Linked DNA regions of Mus musculus: region 1 is linked to region 2. The links are chromatin contacts, called in public promoter capture Hi-C maps. All regions are on one chromosome and are shown on one strand. The core of a region is the stretch at or near the end of the contact, and the rest is flanking DNA. Distances in the headings are between cores, read along the strand shown. Region 1 has its middle 19 kb from the start of Gm34470. Region 2 holds the start of Col1a2 (collagen, type I, alpha 2).

What was found. Promoter capture Hi-C pulls out the DNA fragments that hold promoters and counts their contacts.
Region 1: a contact with region 2 is called in a promoter capture Hi-C map of the HPC-7 cell line, with 5 times the contacts expected there. The contact joins the enhancer-like site here to the promoter of Col1a2 in region 2. A contact is called at or near these places in 16 of 39 promoter capture datasets (the 3T3-L1 cell line, 3T3-L1-derived adipocytes, the HPC-7 cell line and 9 more) and 1 of 9 other capture datasets (adipose tissue).

What each region holds. Positions count from the first base shown.
Region 1 is chr6:5,579,427-5,585,355 of GRCm38.p6, reverse strand. No RefSeq gene overlaps it. Among named protein-coding and RNA genes, the nearest start is that of Gm34470, 19 kb to the right of the region's middle. Within about 2 kb of position 2,190, at least 46 of the 459 cell types and tissues checked have an H3K27ac peak or open chromatin away from gene starts, as enhancers often do. A contact at or near this core is called in 3T3-L1-derived adipocytes, the HPC-7 cell line and pre-B cells, where this site is marked.
Region 2 is chr6:4,503,462-4,509,355 of GRCm38.p6, reverse strand. It overlaps Col1a2 (collagen, type I, alpha 2), which reads right to left and starts at 3,738. Exons shown (of 52, transcript NM_007743.3): 1 at 3,447-3,738; 2 at 1,011-1,021; 3 at 402-416. The coding sequence starts at 3,516.

The sequences.
Region 1 (5,929 bases), core at 941-3,440, 1.1 Mb before region 2:
AAGAAAGCAAGACTATGGAGCAAGAAGCAACGGCAGCTTCAACCCAGAAATGGCGGGAGCGAATGGAAAGGAGTACATGAGTGGAAAACCGGGCATCCCCAGTGTTAGAACAGGTTTAACAGGCATCTGAGAGGATGAGGGAATTGGAGAAGGATTTGAAATTTCTAATTGCCACAACTAAAGCAATCACAGTCCTATTCATGGAGAGTAAAGGCAGACAGAAGAGTGACCAGAAAAAGCAGATGCAATTGTGTCTGCTGAGCCTTACATGTCAATGAAACAGCCACTGGAGCTTCCAAATGGCTGTTGGATCCATGAGTCTGAAGCTCAAACATGACTTGGCATGGTTAGTTTCAATGTTGCTAGTATGTATGTGGTGACAAATTGGAAAACTGTGAGATTGTTCAGGCTGAAAATCCAGAGCAGAAAATAGGAGTCTCAGGTCTACAGTGGTCTTCAACCCAGAAATATGTATGTTATTTTATCCTATGTCTGGGTTTCTGGGGAGCTAATAAAGATCAGACGTGTCAACACACTATCTCTGAGAAGGACGTAAGATTCACGGGCACTGAGGCTCAGGACCCTGCATTTCTCAGTTACCCAGCCTTAGAACTCTGATGCAAGGGATAAATAAGGACAGAAGAACCTTTGGATATAAAAGGTCAGGCCATGCAATGCCACGGGCTGCAAGTAGTTACTGATGCCGTGCTTGGCCTCTGTGTGGGATATCCTGAATTTCCTTTCCTGATGCCATTCTATAGGGCTCTTCATGAACATCCCGAGGAGGGAGTGCTTTAATAGGAGAAGTGGCCAATGGTGCTGTGTGCCGTGAAGAGTACCAGTATCACGGGTAACTTGAACGTCACCAGGAAGTAGCCATGAAAGGGGATTCGCAGAGTACTATGGAGTATTGCTTAGGATTCTGGCACTAAAGCTTGCAATAGTACTGCTTAAACAGGAGAAACATTTCTTCTTCAGGTCTAACAAATCTTGGCACAGTCTCTTGCTCTGGAATGCCATTCCATTATTGTATTGACCAGAGGCTGCTCTCTCATTCCCACCTTATGAGTAGTTCATATCTCAAATTCATACCATGGTACGTCAGCTTCTAGAACTTGAGCTTTCTCATCGATGTTCTACCATGATGAAGGAAACAGAAAACAAGACCATCAAGCACTGTCCCTTTAGTAAGCTCCATGACTCTCCTACTAGCCTCTCACCAATCACAATCAAGGTGCAATCAGAGCTAACTGCCAAAAAAACCTAGGAAATCTGGTCGGTTGAATGACAAGTGCCTGGCTGGTGAGTAGCGTTATAGTGTCAAATAGAAAGACTGCATACTATGGAACCATTAATAATCCCTTTAGAAAGTGAGGTGATAACCTGGACCCTTGGGGACACCTAGAAACTAAACCACCAATCAACAAGCAAGCTTGAGCTGGACCTAGCTTCCCAAGCCCCACACATATGTAGCAGATGTACAGCTTGGTCTTCATGCAGGTCCCCCAACAACTGGAGCAAAGGGTGTGAGAATGTCCCTGAATTTGTTGTCTGCCCATGGATCCTGTCCCTCTAGCTGGACTGCCTTGTCTGGACTCAGTGTGAGAGAATGTGCTTAGTCCTGCAGTGACTTGATATGCTAGGGTAGACGAATACCTGGGGTGGAGGTGGGCTCACCCTAGAGGAGAAGGGAATAGGACTGTGTAAAGGAGACCGGAAGGAGGGGGGTGCTGTAATTGGAACGTAAAATCAATAAATAAATTAATGAAAAAAATTAAAAATTAGTTGATAAAAAAGAATAGAAAACAAAATAGGAAGAGAAAGTACAAAACCACAGACATTTGTTTTCCCAAGTGAGTGCATTTTTTATGCCACATCTTTTGAGAATGGTTTGGATGTTTGGTGGTTTAGAGCATGTTATTTCATTTCTGAATGCTGAGAAGGCTGTTGGAGGAAGAGGCTTTGCAGTCAGAGAGTCAAGAAAAGCAGCTTAACTGCTGAGGTGGTCATGTGAGCTGAGGGTTTGGAGTTTGGGTAGAGATTTCCAAACTTTAGGCACATAAAAATGTTGACATTCATTTCTTGTTAGGCCTTATTCGGCCAGAAACTGAGGCCAAGTACTAGTGAGGAAGGCTAAGCCTTTGCTTGAGTTTAGAGACCTGTCTTGTTCACTTCCGTACTGGAGTGACTCAGCACTTCCTGCTTAAGCCTGCCTCTGTCTAGCTACCCCTGATGTGTCCATTTCTTATAGGCCCCATGAGATAACCCCACACCCCTGGTCATCTCACCCCATACCTTCTGTCACCCTTCCCTGACCCCTATGCCATCTCACCTCAGCAAAAATCCCCACCTTCTTCCTCAACCCTATATAAACAAAAGACTAATACAATAAAATGAGTTCCTGCTTTGAGGACTCCCAGCTGGCCTGGTGAATCTCAGCCCCAAGAGACTCAGCCAGACTGGGTTCTCTCCTTTGCCCCGGACATGCCAGTAGAGAGCTGACAACTTTTGTGGTAGGAAACTCACACACCATGTAACATAACAGCAACAAAAACAACCTCTGCTACTGAAGTCCTTATATGCCATCTTCAGTCTTGTTGGGTAAGTCAATCAAACCAGGACAGCTGAAACCCCCTTCTCTCTATGCAAGACTTTCTAAACCTCTGGAGAGACAAACTGAATCTAGGAGTGTTGGTCCAAGACAGTTTTAATGATTTCCCGAAAATCCAGTTCAATTTTGTGGGAGTTCAATTTTAAGGCTTCAAGAATATGGACCCAATGTCATCAGACCATTTATGGCACTTTCAGAAACACTGCTGTCCATCAAGCACCAACCATCATCCTATCAGACATCTCTGCACCTCTGCTTCTCTCTTTAATACAACCTAAGAGTCCTCTTTTTACACATGGTTTCCTCAAAGGCTAACTTTCATCATGCTATCATCTAAGCTACCACTCTTATCTCATAACTAATGTTTGGCATTTCAATAGCAATGCCTGCACAATATGAGTGGCATTAATCCACGCTTGCTCATGATGCCACATGCTATCATTAATAACTTGGGGTACTCTATCATCACTTCAGGCTGTGATGTCTTTAAATTCAGGAACTTGTCTTTGACTGGCATAACATTTGACCTAGAAGATGCCCTGAAAGTCCCAGAGGCCGAACAAGTACATAGGGCAATGAATACCAGACTGAACAGAGGATCAAAAAAAAGAAAAGAAAAAGAAAAGAAAAGCAGAAAAACTGACAGGGAAACCAAAATCAAGCAGTGTAGTGGAAAATAAAGATGTGATAAACAGAATATTGTAAAGAAAAAATAGAGTACAGCCGGAAGAAGGTCATTAGAGCCTTGAAGACAATGTGGGTGATTTAATCACAAATAGTTTTAAGAAACACGAGAAAAGAAGTCTGCAGGCAACTTGAAATAGACTCTTAAGTACCTTTCAAACCCAAGAAAAATAGGTAGCAGAAAAAAATCAATGCATTGAAACCCAACAAAGCTTCAATGTACCATCCCTTTTCAATCAGTTGGACAGAAAATGATGTGTTTAGTACATCCCCCTTCTTCATGTTTGGACCTTTAAACAGGGTATTTGGATTCACAGTCTGTAGCCAGCTCAGATTGTCTCTGCTTCCAGCACGCTGCTGTACTTTTTAAATGACACTAGCCTTCCAAGCAAGATTGATTGTAAACCTGAAAAGGTTATATGTGATGTAATGAATAACACATGCTACCCCTGCAAGTGTATCTCCGGAAGGGCACACACACCGCCTTCTGTACGTTCGCATCATTTAGAAAATGTGGGGATGGATTTTAATAATCAAGCCAAAAGAAAATTTCCTAATACACTTACTTGATGCTCTGCTCTAACTCATTCACTCAGTGAATACACGGTTATTAGGAGCAAACTATTTTTTTTTTACAGTCTAAGAATATCTATGAATAACTGAGTAGGTGAATGAATTCGTCATGTGCAAGACCTCATGCAAGACACTGGGAAGGTATTAAGATAATTCATACATTGGCCCTTCTCTTGGCAGTGGTTACAGGCTGGTACAGGAAGTAAAACCTTCCTGGAAATCGTAGTTAGTATCACCAGAAAGCACACATGAAAGCACGCAAAATGAGAGAAGATATTTGTTGAAACAGAGGTGTTAGTGGACTTCTCATGAAGCTGTGTTGAAACTGAACCTTGAGGACTATGGACATGCACAATTTAGACTTCAGGCAAAGACATCTTGGCATAGAAAGAATATGAAGTAAAGTGTCCAGGGAAGATATAAAGAGCCTAGTGTGCACTTGTAAGGATTGATCCAGGAAACAGCACTAGATTGCAGTGAAAGTTTGCATGAAGAGCATTTCAAGTTAGAGCTATAACTTTCCATGGGATGATTAGCCAACAGTCTGTTGTCATTATCTCAATTAAGGTACATAATAACCTTGAGCTCTTCAAGGCTCATGAGGTTCTCCTTATCCAAACATAATTGGGTGCCACGAGAGGCCAATTCAAATGTCTCACTTCAAACGGAATCCATTTATCCACTAGTTTATGATGAACTGTGTGTATATGATCGTGAGGCACACAGGGAGCTTAACCATAACAGTTTCCTTTTTAATTTTTATTTTATTATTGTTCGTTTTATGTGTATGGGTGTTTTGCCTCCATGTATGTCTTTGCACCACATATGTGCCTGGTATCTCAGAGGCTAGAAAAGAGGGTCTAATCCCTAGAACTGGTGTTATGGATGGTCATATGCCACACATAAGTGCTCTGTAAGAGCAGCAACTCGTTCTTAATCATAGAGCCATTTTTTTTGCAGATCGCAACACTACGTTTTAACCCATTACCGTGACACCTATAGTTTACCTTACATCAACATTATAATTTCAATTTTTATTAATTCTTTATGTGAACAAAGAGTAATTCAAGTGGAGTTTGAGGGGGGATATTTTTTTTCCAAGAAAATTACAAAGGAGTTGGAGGGATGGCTCAGCCATTAGGAGTACATGTTGCCCCTCCAGAACTCCCAGGAGTCTGATTCTCAGGACCCACCTGGTGGTTTTCACCCATCTGTAACTCTAGTCCCAGGAGATCTGAAGTCCTGTTCTGGTACCTCTGCAGGTACCGGACATACATGTGGTGCATAGCAATAATAGGGGCAAAACACTCATAAACATAAACATAAAAACTTGTCAAAAGAATTATAAAAGCCAGTAATAACTATATGCAAGGTTTTATTTTCAACACAACCATACGTGATTGATGATGTAAAATCCTTTGAGGTTTTCACCCATTTTCTCAGTACTTTAATAGAGAGATTAGTCTTTCAAATGCTTGTCATGCTATTGTTTCTGGTCAATTTATTTTCATGAACTGTTACCATATTTTAATTCTGCCTAATATTTAACAATGGCTTTGCACATGACTCAAATAGTTCCCCACTTTTATTGACTTAGTGACATCCTCAATAACTTGTATTTTCATTCCGTGTGTATTTGATATGCTTAACTGTCATTATCTGAAACGGCAGAAAATTTAAACATTGTGTGTGGTAGGAAAAGAGCAACCAACAAAAGGAGACGAGGCTGTGCAGGAGAAAGGTACTCAAGTTGGGGTTCCAAAGAAGAGGTGTTACCTCATTAGTTAACATTTCCATACTACGGCATACTTTATAGCCCTGTAAAGCCTTACGTTATGAGAGCATGGATGCTGCTGTTTTCTTTGGCTGCTACTTTACAGTAGGAGGAGAAAGCTGGTCCTCACCACAGCATCATGCAGTACGCTCAGCATCACACAGCTCCTAGTGGACAGAAGCACAGGCAAAGGCAGCCTGGAGCTCCTGTTCTCCTCAGAAGGGCAGCCATGAGCCAGGTATCCATGCACGTTGATTCAGCATGAGCATGGTCTACATGCCTGTAAA
Region 2 (5,894 bases), core at 2,489-4,988:
TATCCATTGTACTTTTAATAAGATAATAGCTATAGATAAAACTATTTATTATACCTTCACAGCACATTTACAGTGTCATTCCTTTAAAATAAACTTTAAATTATTATCTATAATTAATATAATATGCACCCCTTATAAGAATATAAATAGATATTTACAAAGTCTTTACTATGTAAATCATTAATTCATATAACATAAATGTAATTAAAGATGCTTCTGGAAGATAATAAAACTTTGTTACATCAAACATTAACAGTACTCTGTTTTATGGTTTGGTGAATACATATTCATATAGGTAAAATCTCGCTAAAGTATTTTCTTTCTGTAGTTCACCTTAAATTTTGTCAAACTGAAATTATTCTGGTAATTTCAGATATTTATGAAGAAACATAGCCTCTTACCTTTCGTACTGATCCCTAGGAAAGAAAAGATAAATGATCATTATAAGAATTATATATACACCTATATATTAAAATGGCTTTATTACAATATTATGTACAAATATATTTACAAATGTAACTGCATTGTTCTTTTCCTACTATCTTAATCTAATATTTTGAAATAAAATGTAAAATTTTACCAATCAATAAAATGTTATCTACAAAACCAATTGTATATACTTATCTGTAACTGTGTTGTGCCTTCAATCTGTGAGCTAAGAATTTATTCATAATTCATTGCAAATGAATCCCAGGAAATAACAAAAATCTCTCAAGCTCACTGTGCCCTTGTGCTTCGGAGTAGCTGGTGCTAAACCCCAAACTTCCACTGACCCATTTCCTTTCTCTTCCCTATGGGCATTTTATGGGACTAGTCTCACTTAGCGCCACCCACTTCAGAAAATGGGGTGGGTACTTTCAGTGGAAGCCAGAAAACTTTAGCCTACTATTATGTCCCTTCACAATTTCCTTGGGAAGCCAAACTGGCCAACTTCCCTCCCCAGAAATGACACCGCTGTGATCAAGGCAAAGTACAAACACCTTATGTATTCTAAAAGTAGTTTTACTCACCGATTGCAAATCTGTTGAGGGAAGAAGAGAATAGGAAATAGTTATTGGTATCATTTCATCAGTTGCTATCATTCCATATGTCAATAACGGTAATTAAAAAAATGATACTTAGGTCTATACAGTAGATTTACCTGATTGAAAGACCCCTTCTGTTTCTCCTTCAGAATATTCTAATAGCCCCCAAATTATTCAGGTAAAAAAAAACATAGCAGGGATCCGCAGGGTGACTTGTTTACAGTTTTGATATGTAAATATAGATTTAAATTAAATAGTTAATTATTCACTATTTTTTAAATGCCATGAAGCATCACTGTGTCTGCAGGCAGGACATCTCCAGTGCTCAGCAATTATGGAGGAAGTGGCATAGGTGAATAGGTGGCTATCACCTTCTGATTGACAAGGAAATGATGCATAAGAATCTGAGAAAACGTTAGCCTGCATCCTGAAGCAGAGCTTGTTTTTTTTGTAAACCATTGAAGTGACTTAGCCCTTTCCCCCAAAGGTCTAATTTGCATCAATGAAAGCAAATTGATTCAGGAGTCTGATTTTTGCTATAAATAGTTCATGTCAATGAGGTAAGGTCATTGACTAAAGAGCAGCCCATTTGTGCCCTAAGAAGTTCTGCTTTGTATAAAGAGAAAACTGTGGATTAAAATCTTGAAAAATAATGAGAAAAATAAATACCCACTTCTTTGCTACAATTACCCTAAGACTTTAAAGACTGAGTTTCATTCCTACAGTATAATAATTACAGGATCATGTGGCATATAATTGCGGTCAGACTTGCTCCAGGATGATTCACCCCTAAAAATTGCTTGAATTTGGTGGTCACAAAGTGTGTCATTTGGAATGAGAACATCTGTTGAAGTGGTCACTGCTCAGAAGAGTGGGACACCTCCTGCATTCACATTTTAGGGCAATTGATGAGAATCACTGTTCAATTAGATAAATGGTATGTCTAGTTTATTTTCTCCATTGAAGGAAGAACAGTTTGCCTGAATTAAGAGAAGCCAGTAAGCCTTACAGGCTTTGGAAACGTGCCTTTTAATTACTCAGTTTGTGAGCCATTTTGGACAATGTGTGTTGGATAACCTTTATTGTTCTTAGTGGTTGGATGTTGAATAAAATGTATGTTGACCTTCAAATCTCTACTTCCCTAAGTCTACTATATTTTTCTGTGGGGATCCCCTCTTACTCTGGTTTCATATAAAATTAACTTGTAACATTAATTTGTACAATGCAATTACTTCTTAGTATCCTCGAGGGGTATATAAAAGTGGATGAAAGGAATATATACACATTCAAAATTAGGCTGTGGCAGACGTGGGGCGTGTAGCTGAAGGTCTGGGTGTGGCCACGCCCTCCTGAATACTCATCAAGCCAACATCTTTGTCCAGTTAAATTAGGCAGCCATTTTAAAAGATGAAACCCAAGTGGTTTTCTTCATTCTTTCTTCAGGAAATTCTAGTTAGTTATACAACCTAGAAATGGAAAATAGCCTCGAAGTTGGCACATTTAGTATATACCCCACATTTTAGAAAAAGGCCCAATTGATTCATTTGAAGTCACATGGTAAACGAGTAAGAGACTCCTGAGAAGAATCCCCAGGCTCTTGAATCTCAGGACGAAGTTGATATTTCTCACATCTGTTGTTTTCGTGTGTGATTACAGGTGGGAACTTGTTGAAGTGTAAGTGAACAGAGCTTATTTTAGTTAAAAGTTACCATTTCCATGATCAGGTAATGGATTGGGACGCTGCTTTGACTATTCAGAAGATAAAAGCTGAGGCCGAAGCAGCCCGCTTCTCAAGATACACCATCTGGGTTCTTTACATATGGCCCAGAAATGTAAATTACTCCATGGACCTGGGAAGTCTTTAATTGGAATTCCTAGCGCTTAAGGCCTGGTCCCTGTTCCTGCACTTTACCCCCTCCAGGGGGCGTATTTTTATCATTATCTTCATCAACGTCATCCAGAGCAACTCGGCCGCCCACAAGAAAATGGAGTCCTGTGAGTTTTGTATTATTCTATTACGGGGCTTTCTAAACTAGGCCTCAAGTTTCACAACGTGACCACGGGCATAATTCTGGGAATTGAAGAGTGGAGCCCTCTCAGTCGTTCATGCTGTCAGCCAGGTTTATATCTTGAGGCAACCTTCTTTGCCTCTTTGTGAGCTTCACCAACCGGGGCATCCGGGCTAACAGTCTAGTTTTAAGGGAAAAACTTCCCCCAACTCTTGGCAACAGTCAAGTCTTTCATATTTCCATTCTTTTCCCATGTATCTCGTGAACCCTAGTGTTTTCTCCGACAGATTAGAGGGCGACCTCACAAGCTGTATGTGGAATGAATGTGTGAAGTTTCCCTCTGTTGAGATAAGGGTGCCCACCTATCCAGCCTCTCTCCTTCATCTCCCCCAAACAAGCAGAAGACACTTACATTGGCATGTTGCTAGGCACGAAGTTACTGCAAGCAGCAACAGAGTCCGCGTATCCACAAAGCTGAGCATGTCTACCACTTAGACATGCAGACTCCTTGTGTTGCAGAGCCCCTGGGTCACCAGCGGAGGTATCACCTGGCGGGCGCAGGCATGCAATCGTGGACCGTTCCCTCCAACTTAGTCGAAACCTCCTGCTGCCGTGGTGCTAAAATAATAAAGCCCAGACCTGCCTTATTTATATGGGAAAAGTTTCCCCAGCCGGAGGGTGCCTCCAAAAACGTCTCCACCAATGGGAGGGCTAGGGCTAGGGGCCCGGGACTCAGTGCTGGGAGGAGACTGCGGGGGAGCAGGGGAGGGAGCCGAGGGGGGAGGGACGTGGCTACGGGGCTTCTTAAATTGGTTCCATTCTTTTTGAGGACGTGGACACTTTTGAGGCTTTCGAGGGGGAACTCTGACTCCCTGTCTGCATACCTCCGCCCTCCCCAGCCACCCGCCCTCTCTCGCCCTTGCCAAGTTTGGAAGCACTTTAGGACACCTACGTGGGCTCTTTACAGATCTCCGGGCGGCGGGGCAGGTGTTGAGGGACCTGGAGGCCGAAGATGAAAAGGCAGGAGCTGTCCAGTCCCGCTTCACTCTGTGCCCTGCGGGCCATCTGCAGGCTGGAGGGGGCTGGGGTGTGAGGGGAGGAGGGTGACAGCGTGGCGAGCTCTAGAGCTGCCCTCATGGGTTGGCTCCACCCCTGCCCCCTAATTTCCCCAGTTTGGGGGGGCCTGTGTGCCCATAATCTCCTCTCTCCTCTGTCTCTCTATCTCTCTGTCTCTCCCTCCCTCCCTCCCTCCCTCCCTCCCTCCCTCCCTCCCTCCCTCCCTTCCTCCCTCCCTTCCTCCCTCCCTCCTCCATCCTCTCTCTGACTCTCTCTGTCTGTACCCCCCTCTCTCTCGTTGATGAGGGGAGCAGGCATCAAGAGATAAACTGTGCATTATTACATTTACTTTGGTTAAGCCCCATTTCCAGCCCCATGTACAGACCCCATGAAGGATTACCAGCCAGACTCAGATGCCGAGCCTGGATCAGATAACAGATCAGTGAACACTCAGCCTTCTTGGCCTTGCTGCCTATTTATGACCCCTTCCACAGCCACTGCCAGGCACCCCTGCCTGCATCTTCACACCTCCCATCATCCCTAGGGCGTATACAACCTCTTCCTTAACATCCCAAGCTGTCCCCTCCAGAACAGATGCAATCTCTCCCCATCTTGGGAAGAGACTTTGACTCTGAAGAATTGGAGTAGGAGACTTTGGCTGTCCAGGACAGCGGCAGAGACATAGTAAATTCTCCTTCCCAAAGTTTCTTGGAGTCTTCCAAGTTACCCGGGGCCGCAGGCTCCTCTTGGCCTGCCGAGCATCCATCATGAGGCTGGAGAGACCTATTCAGACTCTCATTATGTCCCCAAAGTCACAGCAGACACAGCATCTTTAGGCCATTTTTATGTTCATGAAGAAGGAACTGGCGAACTCCTTGGGAAACCTTCCCCCTTTCGACTTCCCGGTGAGGAAGAATTTCTAAGTAGGTTAGCTCCATCAGCAGCTGCTATAAGCAAAAGGTTCTGGATATTGCTAACTGGCTTCTCTTTCTAAATTAAAAAAAATGCTAGAAATAGAAGAGAATAAACATTTCAATAAGGTTATTTCAATCCTGTGAAAAACACTGATTTGAGAGACAAGCATTTTTAAAAATTTAATTTAATTCTTACTTATTCACTTTAAATCCTCCCTCCAGATCACCTCCTCCCACAATCCCTCCCCTCCTCCCCCCTTTTCTTCTGAGCGGTTCCCGGTTCCCCCAATTCCTCTCACCCCAGCAGTTCAAGTCTCTTTTAGGCTAGATGAGAAAGAGTTTTGGGTTTTTTGTTTGTTTGTTTTGTTTTTTAAATAATGTGGAGGGAATTTTTTTTTTTGAAAAAGTACTGAGCAAAGAAAGCATTTCAAGACTGCACATCTGATTTTCTTTCTTTCTTTCTTTCTTTCTTTCTTTCTTTCTTTCTTTCTCTCTCTCTCTTTCCTCCTTCTTCTTCATTAATAAGAGCATAAGTTATTTCTGTCGATGTGCTGGCTTGACTTTAGAGACTGTCATTTGTGTCTATGTCTCAGGCACCTGAAAGACAGGTGCTGTTTCTGAACAAAAGACTTGGGTAGGTAAGAAAACAGATTTATGAAAGAACCCCCCTAAATGTCCCTCAGGTTGATTACTGGATAACTCTCCTTGGGGACAACTTAGCCAAGTCCCTTGCTTTGCACTAGCTACTCCTTAGACACTCCACTTTGCTCAGTGGCTTTCTGTGATTGTCAAAATAGTCTCAAGCCTAGAACAGCCGTTGAAAGTGGGATAATTTTTAGAAAAAAAAAAAGCAAAAGAAAGAAAAGCAAATCTACTTGGTTGGCTTTTGA